Linked DNA regions of Mus musculus: all the other regions are linked to region 3. Evidence: chromatin contacts called from public Hi-C and HiChIP or PLAC-seq data. All regions are on one chromosome and are shown on one strand. The core of a region is the stretch at or near the end of the contact, and the rest is flanking DNA. Distances in the headings are between cores, read along the strand shown.

What was found. A called contact is a pair of places that touch in the nucleus more often than the background predicts. HiChIP or PLAC-seq counts read pairs in DNA pulled down with a chosen protein or histone mark.
Region 1: a contact with region 3 is called in a Hi-C map of liver, with 3 times the contacts expected there. The contact joins the enhancer-like site here to the promoter of Anxa5 in region 3. A contact is called at or near these places in 2 of 39 promoter capture datasets (liver and neutrophils), 1 of 484 Hi-C or Micro-C datasets (liver), 1 of 115 datasets of contacts at active chromatin or transcription factors (bone marrow-derived macrophages) and 1 of 9 other capture datasets (adipose tissue).
Region 2: an H3K27ac HiChIP or PLAC-seq map of embryonic stem cells shows a contact between it and region 3, with 2.6 times the contacts expected there. The contact joins the enhancer-like site here to the promoter of Anxa5 in region 3. A contact is called at or near these places in 1 of 39 promoter capture datasets (embryonic stem cells), 1 of 484 Hi-C or Micro-C datasets (CD4 T cells), 8 of 115 datasets of contacts at active chromatin or transcription factors (bone marrow-derived macrophages, embryonic stem cells, large pre-B cells and 4 more) and 1 of 9 other capture datasets (pancreatic islet).

Annotation. Positions count from the first base shown.
Region 1 is chr3:35,889,917-35,892,616 of GRCm38.p6, forward strand. It overlaps Dcun1d1 (DCN1, defective in cullin neddylation 1, domain containing 1 (S. cerevisiae)), which reads right to left. Exons shown (of 7, transcript NM_001205361.1): 7 at 2,189-2,700. Among named protein-coding and RNA genes, the nearest start is that of Dcun1d1, 42 kb to the right of the region's middle. Within about 2 kb of position 1,430, at least 4 of the 459 cell types and tissues checked have an H3K27ac peak or open chromatin away from gene starts, as enhancers often do. A contact at or near this core is called in liver, where this site is marked.
Region 2 is chr3:35,719,399-35,722,342 of GRCm38.p6, forward strand. No RefSeq gene overlaps it. Among named protein-coding and RNA genes, the nearest start is that of Gm25696, 15 kb to the right of the region's middle. Within about 2 kb of position 1,688, at least 134 of the 459 cell types and tissues checked have an H3K27ac peak or open chromatin away from gene starts, as enhancers often do. A contact at or near this core is called in embryonic stem cells, pancreatic cancer cells and regulatory T cell precursor, where this site is marked.
Region 3 is chr3:36,474,584-36,477,640 of GRCm38.p6, forward strand. Anxa5 (annexin A5) reads right to left here and starts at 1,304. Exons shown (of 13, transcript NM_009673.2): 1 at 990-1,304; 2 at 847-877. The coding sequence starts at 849. 1810062G17Rik (RIKEN cDNA 1810062G17 gene) reads left to right here and starts at 1,354. Exons shown (of 3, transcript NM_028183.1): 1 at 1,354-1,656. The coding sequence starts at 1,552. Mir7009 (microRNA 7009) reads right to left here and starts at 941; the gene lies at 878-941.

The DNA.
Region 1 (2,700 bases), core at 180-2,679, 580 kb before region 3:
AGTTTTTTCTATTTTATAACCTGAAATAAAATTTTATTATTTATATTGAATATGCCTTTACACAAAAATATACTTTCTAGATGTAAAGCAGTTGTAGGTTTTCCTCTTCCGTGTTTGTTAATTAAGCTGTTCCTTGTACACTTCACACAATTGTTTCAAATCAAACTTTGTTTTCAAAGTTTTGATTTTGGTTCAAAACTTTTCCATTTTCTTTGAACTTGATGAGTGCTTTCTCCTAGAGAAGGACTTGCTTCTAAGCAGATGTTGGCTTTTTCTTTTCATCTCCATGACTTTGCATTGGCCTCCAGATTTGCCAACGACGTAAAGTTACCTTCTCAGACAACCAATAGCACATCTTAGGGACAGGAGCGTAGCTCTGCTGGTCAGTGCTTCCGGGGGGCCTGGGCTCCATCTCCAAAACTGCATAAACCTTGCCTCTGATTCCAGCACTCAGAGGCAGGTAGGCCGGCCAGGTGTTCAAGATCACCCTCACTTACACCAGGAGTTCAAGGCCAACCTGGGGCTGCACGAGACCATCTCAAAAGCAAACACAAAACATTTTAAAACTCAAATATTAGGAGCCAACCTAAGGAACCAGAAGACTGGCTGCTCTTCCCTAGGGCCTGAGCTCCATTTCCAGAAGCCACAGGGTGGCTCACAAGCACCTAACTTCAGTCTCGAGGGATCCAGCGTCCTCTTCTGGGCTCCTTGAACATGAAACACAGAAATACATAAAGGCAAAATACCCATACCCATAAAAGGGAGGAAGAAAGCCAAGCCAAGCTGCTCACCGTATCACATGCCTCTAATCCCAGCATCTGGGAGGCTGAGGGGCAGAATTACATTTGGGGCAACACTGGGCTATAGCACGGTCCATTTCAAAAACACAGTATCAAAACAAAGTTAAAAAATGGAATTCTAACAACTCTCCTATGAAACACTTGGAAGAGAGAAAAGCAGTAGGGTGTGGTGGCATGCACCTTTAACCCCAGCCTTCAGGAGGCTGAGGCGGGTGGACCTCTATGAGTTCATGGCCGGTTGTCTCAAAACCCACAGTAACAAAATAAGCAAAACCAAACTAACCAAACAAACCCCCAAAACACCACCACCACTACCAACATCACCAATCACCCACAAAAATATAAGAGTGTAATAGGGCTGTCTGCATGGGACAACTCAAACACCCTGAGCCACAGCCTGTAAACCAAAGGACAGTATAACTGCAAAAAATTAAACTGAAAGTAACTTGCTTGTGAAGGGAGAGAACCTTTGTATACACGTAAGTAAATCTTTAATTTTCAGTTTAAAAGAGTAGGGGATGTAGCTTTGTAGTTGGCACTTTGCTTGTCTAACATGCACAATGCCACCTTTGATCCCCAGCTTCAAATAAACCGGGTGTGGTACACTGTAATCCCAGCACTCAGGAGATAGGGACTAGAGGGTCAGAAGTTCAAGGATATCCTTGGTTACACAGTGATTCTGAGAATGGCCTGGAGTTCATGAGTCCCCATTTCAAAACAGTAACAACAAAAGCAAAAGTGAGTAACTACAAAGTTACTTCTCTTTTAACGGCCCTAGATAAAGCCATTACCCGTTAGGCCATGTTACGTCTGCTCTTTTCACCATGATTTAACTGTTTATGAGAGGTTTTATGCTGGTATTTTTGACGATGTTTGTTTTCCAAATGAACCTGGGGCTGGAAAGATTACGGGCAGCTTGCTCTGCTCCTCAGCTGCTCTAGGTGGCTCCAGGTGTCTGCATCTCTAGCTCTCCGGGATCCCATGCATCCGTTTGGCCTTCATCGCCTGTAATCATATGCACACACCACACATACCTCCAGCCACATAATTTAAAATAAAAAAGAATCTTGAAAAACAATCAACCAAAGAGAAGTCAAAAGCTGCATTAGCACCAATTCCTTCCATGAGCCCATGGCAAGGTTGTCCAAGAGGTAGTCTACAGCAAATGACACTTTCCAAACAGGCAATACAGAAAAGAAGCCAGGAGTGCCCAGAGGAGACCATGGGTGACAGTTCCAAGCTTATCTGTTCTGCCTCCAGAGAGTGGCACAAATAAAGCAACTCAGTTAACCAAAAGGAGTCAATGGAAACCAGAAATTAACTTCACTAGATTCCTATGAAATAAAAAGTACTGCTATGATTATAAAAATGGAAGCAATAAAAGGGTTCAGAAATACACTCAAGTTTATAATCAATTAAAGGGTGAGCCATAATTTGACCCTATTCATCATCTGTCATATAAAAGCCACAGTTCAATTATTAAGATATATGATAAATAGTTCACATTTTAAAACATTTATCATTACATTATCAAATTTGGTAAACTCTTATCAAAACATCTCAGCATTCAATATAAACCATATTATTAAAAGTTTAAGGTAACAACAACAACAAAAAGCCCAGAGGTGTCAGGTAAATATTTCCTATTAAAGACACAATTTAACATTCAGAGCCACATAAACGCTCACTGAACGGTCATTCATGTTACAAGGGCATACTTTGTAAACAAGTATAACTTTTCCCAACACCATTTTCCATTTTTCATCCCCAAATTATTCTCTTAGGTCAACTTGCTCCTATTTGTATGCCAAAATGACAGGTTTCCAAACAGTCCTTAACAGCAACACACGTAAACACACAAGCAGGGTGGGCATGGAATGGCTCAAAAACTTATCATCAA
Region 2 (2,944 bases), core at 438-2,937, 750 kb before region 3:
TATGTTGGAATATTCACTGCCAATGGAGACGTGGCTATTGCCATGCCCCTGGCTGTTGTTGAGTGTGTTCTTATGCTAGTGTGTCAACATCTGGGTTTTTGGTGATTATAGGTCTAGATGCTGTTTTCTGGATTTGTCTTTTATGTCTGGGTATTGTGTTCCTTGGTTTCTGTTTCCTCTTTGGATTTTCAGGGAGTGTGATGGCTGCATGTTGCCTGTTTTCCTGACCTGCTCTGCTTGTATGTTCACAGGGAATGCACACCGGTGTTGGAGGCTGGGATACTAAGATGAGGTTTGGGGGTGGGGGTTAGGAGGGAGTGGTCAGTGGAATCTACAGGAAATGGGGGAAGGAGGAAGGGAGCTTCAGCTAGTGAACTGTTGCAGGGTTTGGGATTGGGTCTCGGGGAACAGAGGGAGAGGAGAAGAACTTCTGGGTCCACCCCTTGGTGTTTATCTTGCTTCTCATATTGGAAAACAGCACTGAAACAATTAGTAAAGACGTAAACAACTTGAGGCTAGGGTTGTAGTTCAGTCGGCAAAGAGCTTGCGTAGAGTGCAGGAAGTCCTGAGTCTAATCTTCAGAACCACGTGTGACTGAGCAACGTGGTGTATGCTTGTAATTGCTGCAGGAGAGTCAGAAGTTCAAGGTCAGCTACACAGTCAGTGTGAGGCCACTTTGAGCTGGCCTCAACTTATTGAGACCCTGTCTTACTCGCACATACTAAGCCCAACTATATTCAATGGTATTTTCAAATAATGTGATCCATCAAGTTTAAAAAAAAAAAAAGCCAACAACATAGGGTCTAGTAGGCTTGAAGGGAATATTCTGTTCTACTAGATCTATGGTAACCAACTAGTACCAGCCCTGTGTCTGTAGCTCTTTTTCTGCAGTATTGTTACTTAAATGCCCCACACCTTCTAAATGTCTGGAGCACTCCAGCAGATTCAGCAACTACAAAGTCTCCAGTTTCAAATACCCCAGAGGGAGTACTGGCCCTTCCCAAAAAGCAATTCCGAGTTTGTTAAGACCCTGTGATCATAGGTAATTTCGTGTTATAGTCATAGACTCTCACACAAATGTGTCACTATGAGTCCATGGTATTAGAGATGGCCCCAGAATTCTACTTTCTAAGTACGTTCTCCCATACTCTATTGCCCTTATAAGTATGAGCTTCTATGCCTGCAGTTCCCGAGGCCCTGCACTCTTTAGAAGTGTCTTTAGCGATGGAGTTCTAGATCAGAGAGTGCTACCCTACATCACTCAGCAGCCCACCCAGTCCTGACTCCACCCTTTTTAAAAATTCTTTCTATAGACCCAAAAAGGAGTACTTCCGGGAACTGGAAGTGCCAGGAAAGGAGGAGTTATAGGACTTTGCAGAGCAAATGACTGATAAAAGGGAAGGCAGAAACCTTGGGTGGGGCTGTCATCCCCACCACTACTGGTAGTGGCTAGTTTTTCCAGGGCAAAAGTCACCTGCCTTAAAGGAAAATTGTGGAAAGGGAGAGGCTGAAGAGCCTGTATCAGGAGGCCAGTGCTGCTTCTAAAACAGGTTTCTCCAGTTCTGCTTCTGAAAAGCTAGCTGGGTCTGTAGTGAGCTTTAAGGGTAGATTTCCTCCTGACTGCGCTTCTGACTCATTACAGGTCTTTCTTCTTGTTGAGCTGAATTTGTTACTCAGAGAGGTAAACCACACCCACCGAACTTGCGACTTCTCCCTGACCAGGGTGGGGGAGCTTCCTGAGACAAGAGTACACATCACACAGCACATTGTGAAATTGACTTCACCCTCAATTAAGTCTGTACTTTGACTCTATAAGTGACGCTGGTTTTGCCATATATGTCATCTGTGATGGAACTGCCTTCTGTTGTCCTTGTCATCAGTACTCAACACATTTCAGTAAGAGTTACGTGGCTAAGGCAGACTGGATCCTTTCTTTCTTTCTTTCTTTCTTTCTTTCTTTCTTTCTTTCTTTCTTTCTTTCTTTCTTCCTTCCTTCCTTCCTTCCTTCCTTCCTTCCTTCCTTCCTTTCTTTCTTTCTTCCTTCCTTTCTTCCTTCCTTCCTGCCTCTCTCTTCTTCCTTCCTTTCTTTCTTTCTTTCTTTCTTTCTTTCTTTCTTTCTTTCTTTCTTTCTTTCTTTCCTTCCTTCCTTCCTTCCTTCCTTCTCTTTTTCTTTCTTTTGTACCTCCCTAGCACAAACATCAGTTTACAGTTTACAGCAATGCAATCTCCTGTGACACCTCATGGGGAAAAAAGCAGTCTGGCTGTCCAACAGTAATATGATTCCCCGAGTCAGGTAAATGGAGTAGGCCCCACTCCCACCCCTGCACCCCATATCTGTGCTGAAAAAAAAAAAGTCACCAGCTCCCTGGCTCCTCTCCAGGCTCCTCACATCTGCACTTTCTCTTTCCCATTCTCTGCCAAGCTGGGACTGAAGGTCCTGCCCTGCTCTCCATCTACATTCTCCACCCTGTCCGCCTTGTCTCCTTCCTTATTCTATGGAACCAACGCACACCTCTCTCCTTTGTCTACCTTTTCAAACTCAGAAATAAAACAAAAGGCCTAGGCAAAGCTGTTCCATTAACATTTTACCCAGCTTCTTCTTCTTGGTCTCCACCCACAGCTTCTTCCTCTATGTCACCCTCACTTCAAAGGGAACCTGTTTCCACTTGCAGAGTTCTGGCAGACCTGCAGTGTGCACCAGAAGACAACCATTTTGTTGCAGCTGTCTTTACCTTGGTGGCCCTCCTATTGGAAAGGTTCTCTATCTCTCAATTCTAATGGATATTTCTTATCAAAATTTCCACCCATTCCCCTTGGTCCTCACCCATTTCCTCTCCACATCCACTGTGACAAAAATGGCACCTACATCTGAGTCTTCCAGCTGCTTGACATTATAACAGCTGTACTAACTCACTGGCCTGTTCCAAACGGATCACTTGGCCTC
Region 3 (3,057 bases), core at 54-2,553:
AGATGTGGGATTCCAGGTATAACCACTTTGCCTCAGGGCGGAATATTTTAGGTATGATAACTTCTTCACATGACCAGCTTTGAAAAATTACTACATACGCTGGGCGGTGGTGGTGAAGGCTTTTAGTTCTAGCCCTCAGCAGAGGCAGTCTGTGAGTTCGAGGCCAGCCAAGGCAACACAGAGGAACCCTAGCTTGGAAAACAAAACAAAACAAAACAAAAATCAACTTTTCTTTGCTACAGTCTTGAAAAATACTAAGAGATCTCCTAAAACAATGACAACAACAAAAACCTATTCGGAAGTCAACTTCTGAAAGAATCCCAAGGCAAATTCAATTCAGAACTCGTTTTGCCAGTTCATTACTTTGGAAACCCAGCTTTTTGGTTCACTGCCTTTAGCAGAAAAAGAGAAAGAAAAGGCACAGTCGGTTCCTGTTAAATAAGTTGCGCCTTGCGCTGGAAAAAGCTCCCCTGAAGCACCATGGAGATTGCCCACGCACACCCAGTATTCAAACACAGGAAACTGCGGGAAAAATAAAAAAATAGGGGAAGCCAAAGGGCGTTCTCCTCACATGACCAAGAGAACTGTTCCTGCTCCGGATCTAATTTTGGCAACTCTGGATTTGGGGCGGCCTGATTCACATGCACCGGGGAGAAACACCGGCTGGTTCCGGACACTCCGGGGCGAGGGAGAAAACAGGAGAGCGCACACGGAGGGGGACACCCAAGAGGTCACAGAGAGGACACAGAGCGGGACACAGATGGGAAAGGCGAAAACCAAGAGACTGCGAAGGCAGCTGCCTTCAGAGAGGGTCCCGATCGCCCTGGTCGCGGTCACACGGCTTACCATGATGCTGTCGGTCAGGAGTGGACTGGAGCTGCAGGGAGAGGGGAAAAGAGAGACAGGGTCACTGGAGCTCTGGTCCCCTGACCCCAAAAGGGCCCTGAGCCCTTGGTGGAGGAGTCGCTCCCGGGACTACGGCCACTTACCAGGCAGTAGAGCGCAGGCTGCGGGTGAGAGCAGGACCGATGCACACGCCAAAGGACAAGGCAGTACTCTTCACAACTCCGTGCAACGGAAACGCCCTGGGCAGCCCAGCCTAGCCCGACCTGGCCCCGCCACGCCACGCCCCTGCCAAGATCACACACCCACCAGGGTCCCGCCCCCAGAGACGCTGCACTATAAGCCCCGCCTTGTCCCAGGCAGCTGCCACATCCCTGGATACGGTACTTTCCTCAGACAAGGCCACCCCCCTACCATGGCCACCTCCCTAATTAGGTCCCAGCCCGGGCCGCGCCCCCATCAGGACACGCCCTGCCACGTCCTAGCCTCTATGCTCCTGCGCCTGCGTGGGGCTTTTCGCTCACTCTTCGCTACGCTGGAGGCGCTGCAGGCCCAGGGGTCTGGGTGTGTCTAGAGAGTTAGGGACTGTCACAGCGGCACCTCACAGCGTCTTGCACCGCACTCTAAGCATGGGACAGTGAGGACCTTTTCCAGACTGCTTTCCAAGTGTTTCGTGCTAGTGTTTGCCTCTGGATGTCCGTGTAGCTGATGGGCAGCTCTTTTAAGAGCTGTACCTGGCAGTGTCAAAGCCTCAGAGCGGAAATGGTTTCACTTCCAAACTCAGCCTGTAACTTCAAAGACCCCAGGTGCAAGGTGACTAAGATGGAGCTTCCCCGCCCCCCCCCCGCCCGCCCCCAGGCCTAAAGACGCTGCAAAAGGATCGCGGATGTTCTAGAAGGATCAAAATCAGGTTTTTGAGCAAGAAGAAGCTAACCGAGGGTGGGGGTTGGGGGAGCCTTGCCACATGCTGAGTCTGGCCCTGATAGGTAGACTGATGGTTTTCTGGAAAAGCAGACAAAACTGCCGCTGAGGAGGGGAAGCCTGCCATTTTCCCTTGTGTACCCTTGTCCTATTGCTTTTCCTGTTCATGCGCCCCCTTCTCTGGGGACCTAGCCGCTCCCACAGCCTTAGACATTCCAGCACCTCTCCCAGGGAATTGTAATTTCTAGACTACTTTGGTTTTTGTTTTGTTTTGTTTTGTTTGCCTACACTAAGGGATCCTCTCACTTGACCCTTCAAGTACGGTTATGACTTCGATGCAACCATTTCCCTGCCTCCTCGCCCCCGCATTCCTTTAAGGCCCACCTATCTCTCAGTCGCTCACACTTATCTACTTTCTTTCTACTAGCATCTCCTTCAGTCTTTGACCTAAGTATTTTTTTTTCTTACATCTACTCAACTCCGTGTCCTCCTTCTCTGGAGTTAAGACCGCAGAAGCCTGTTTAACAGTGCTGTGGAAAACTGCCTTACGGCTGGCAGTGACTAGTGATCCGCCCTGCAGCCAAGGAGTAACATAAATTATTAGACCCAGACCTTTGATCTTCCCCAGCAAATGTTGCCTTTACATCCTATTACAATTAGCTTATTCACCTGGACCCCAGTCTGGAGGAGCAAGCTGACTTTCCGTGTTGAAAGGCAGAGCTCATGCATGAGAGGGCAGAGGAACACTATTTCCCAAGAAGGCTTTTCAGAAGCCTTTCCTACTAGAGGGAAGGAAGCCTGACTGAATGCTATTGAGTGTTCTGAGCACCTAGGAGACATTCATAAAATGGCCTACCTTAATATTCTAAATATAGCGTAGCACTGAGGAGAGGGCACACTGTGAAAGAAAGCACGAGATGCTGTAACTTGGTTTCTTACAAGCAATAGAATTTTATTTCTCAGCTGTTTGGAAGCTGGAAAATTCAAGATCAAGGCTCTGCACATTCAGGGTCTGGTGAGGGTCGGCTTCCTCAGAGAACCTCATCTCACTGAAGCATCACATGGCACAAGATGCTCACTGGCCTCTGAAGCCTCCTTTATCAGGGCATTACTCCCAATCACAAAGTGGAATGTCCATAATTTAACGCTTCTTAAAAGCAATCCTATGATCTTGGAAGCTGGGTTTTCAGCATATCAGTCTGGGAGTGATTCACCAGATGACATCTTCAGAACGGTGTCTGGAGCCACTATGCTAACAGCCTGTGGATGTGTTGTCCAAGAACTTAAAAGCAG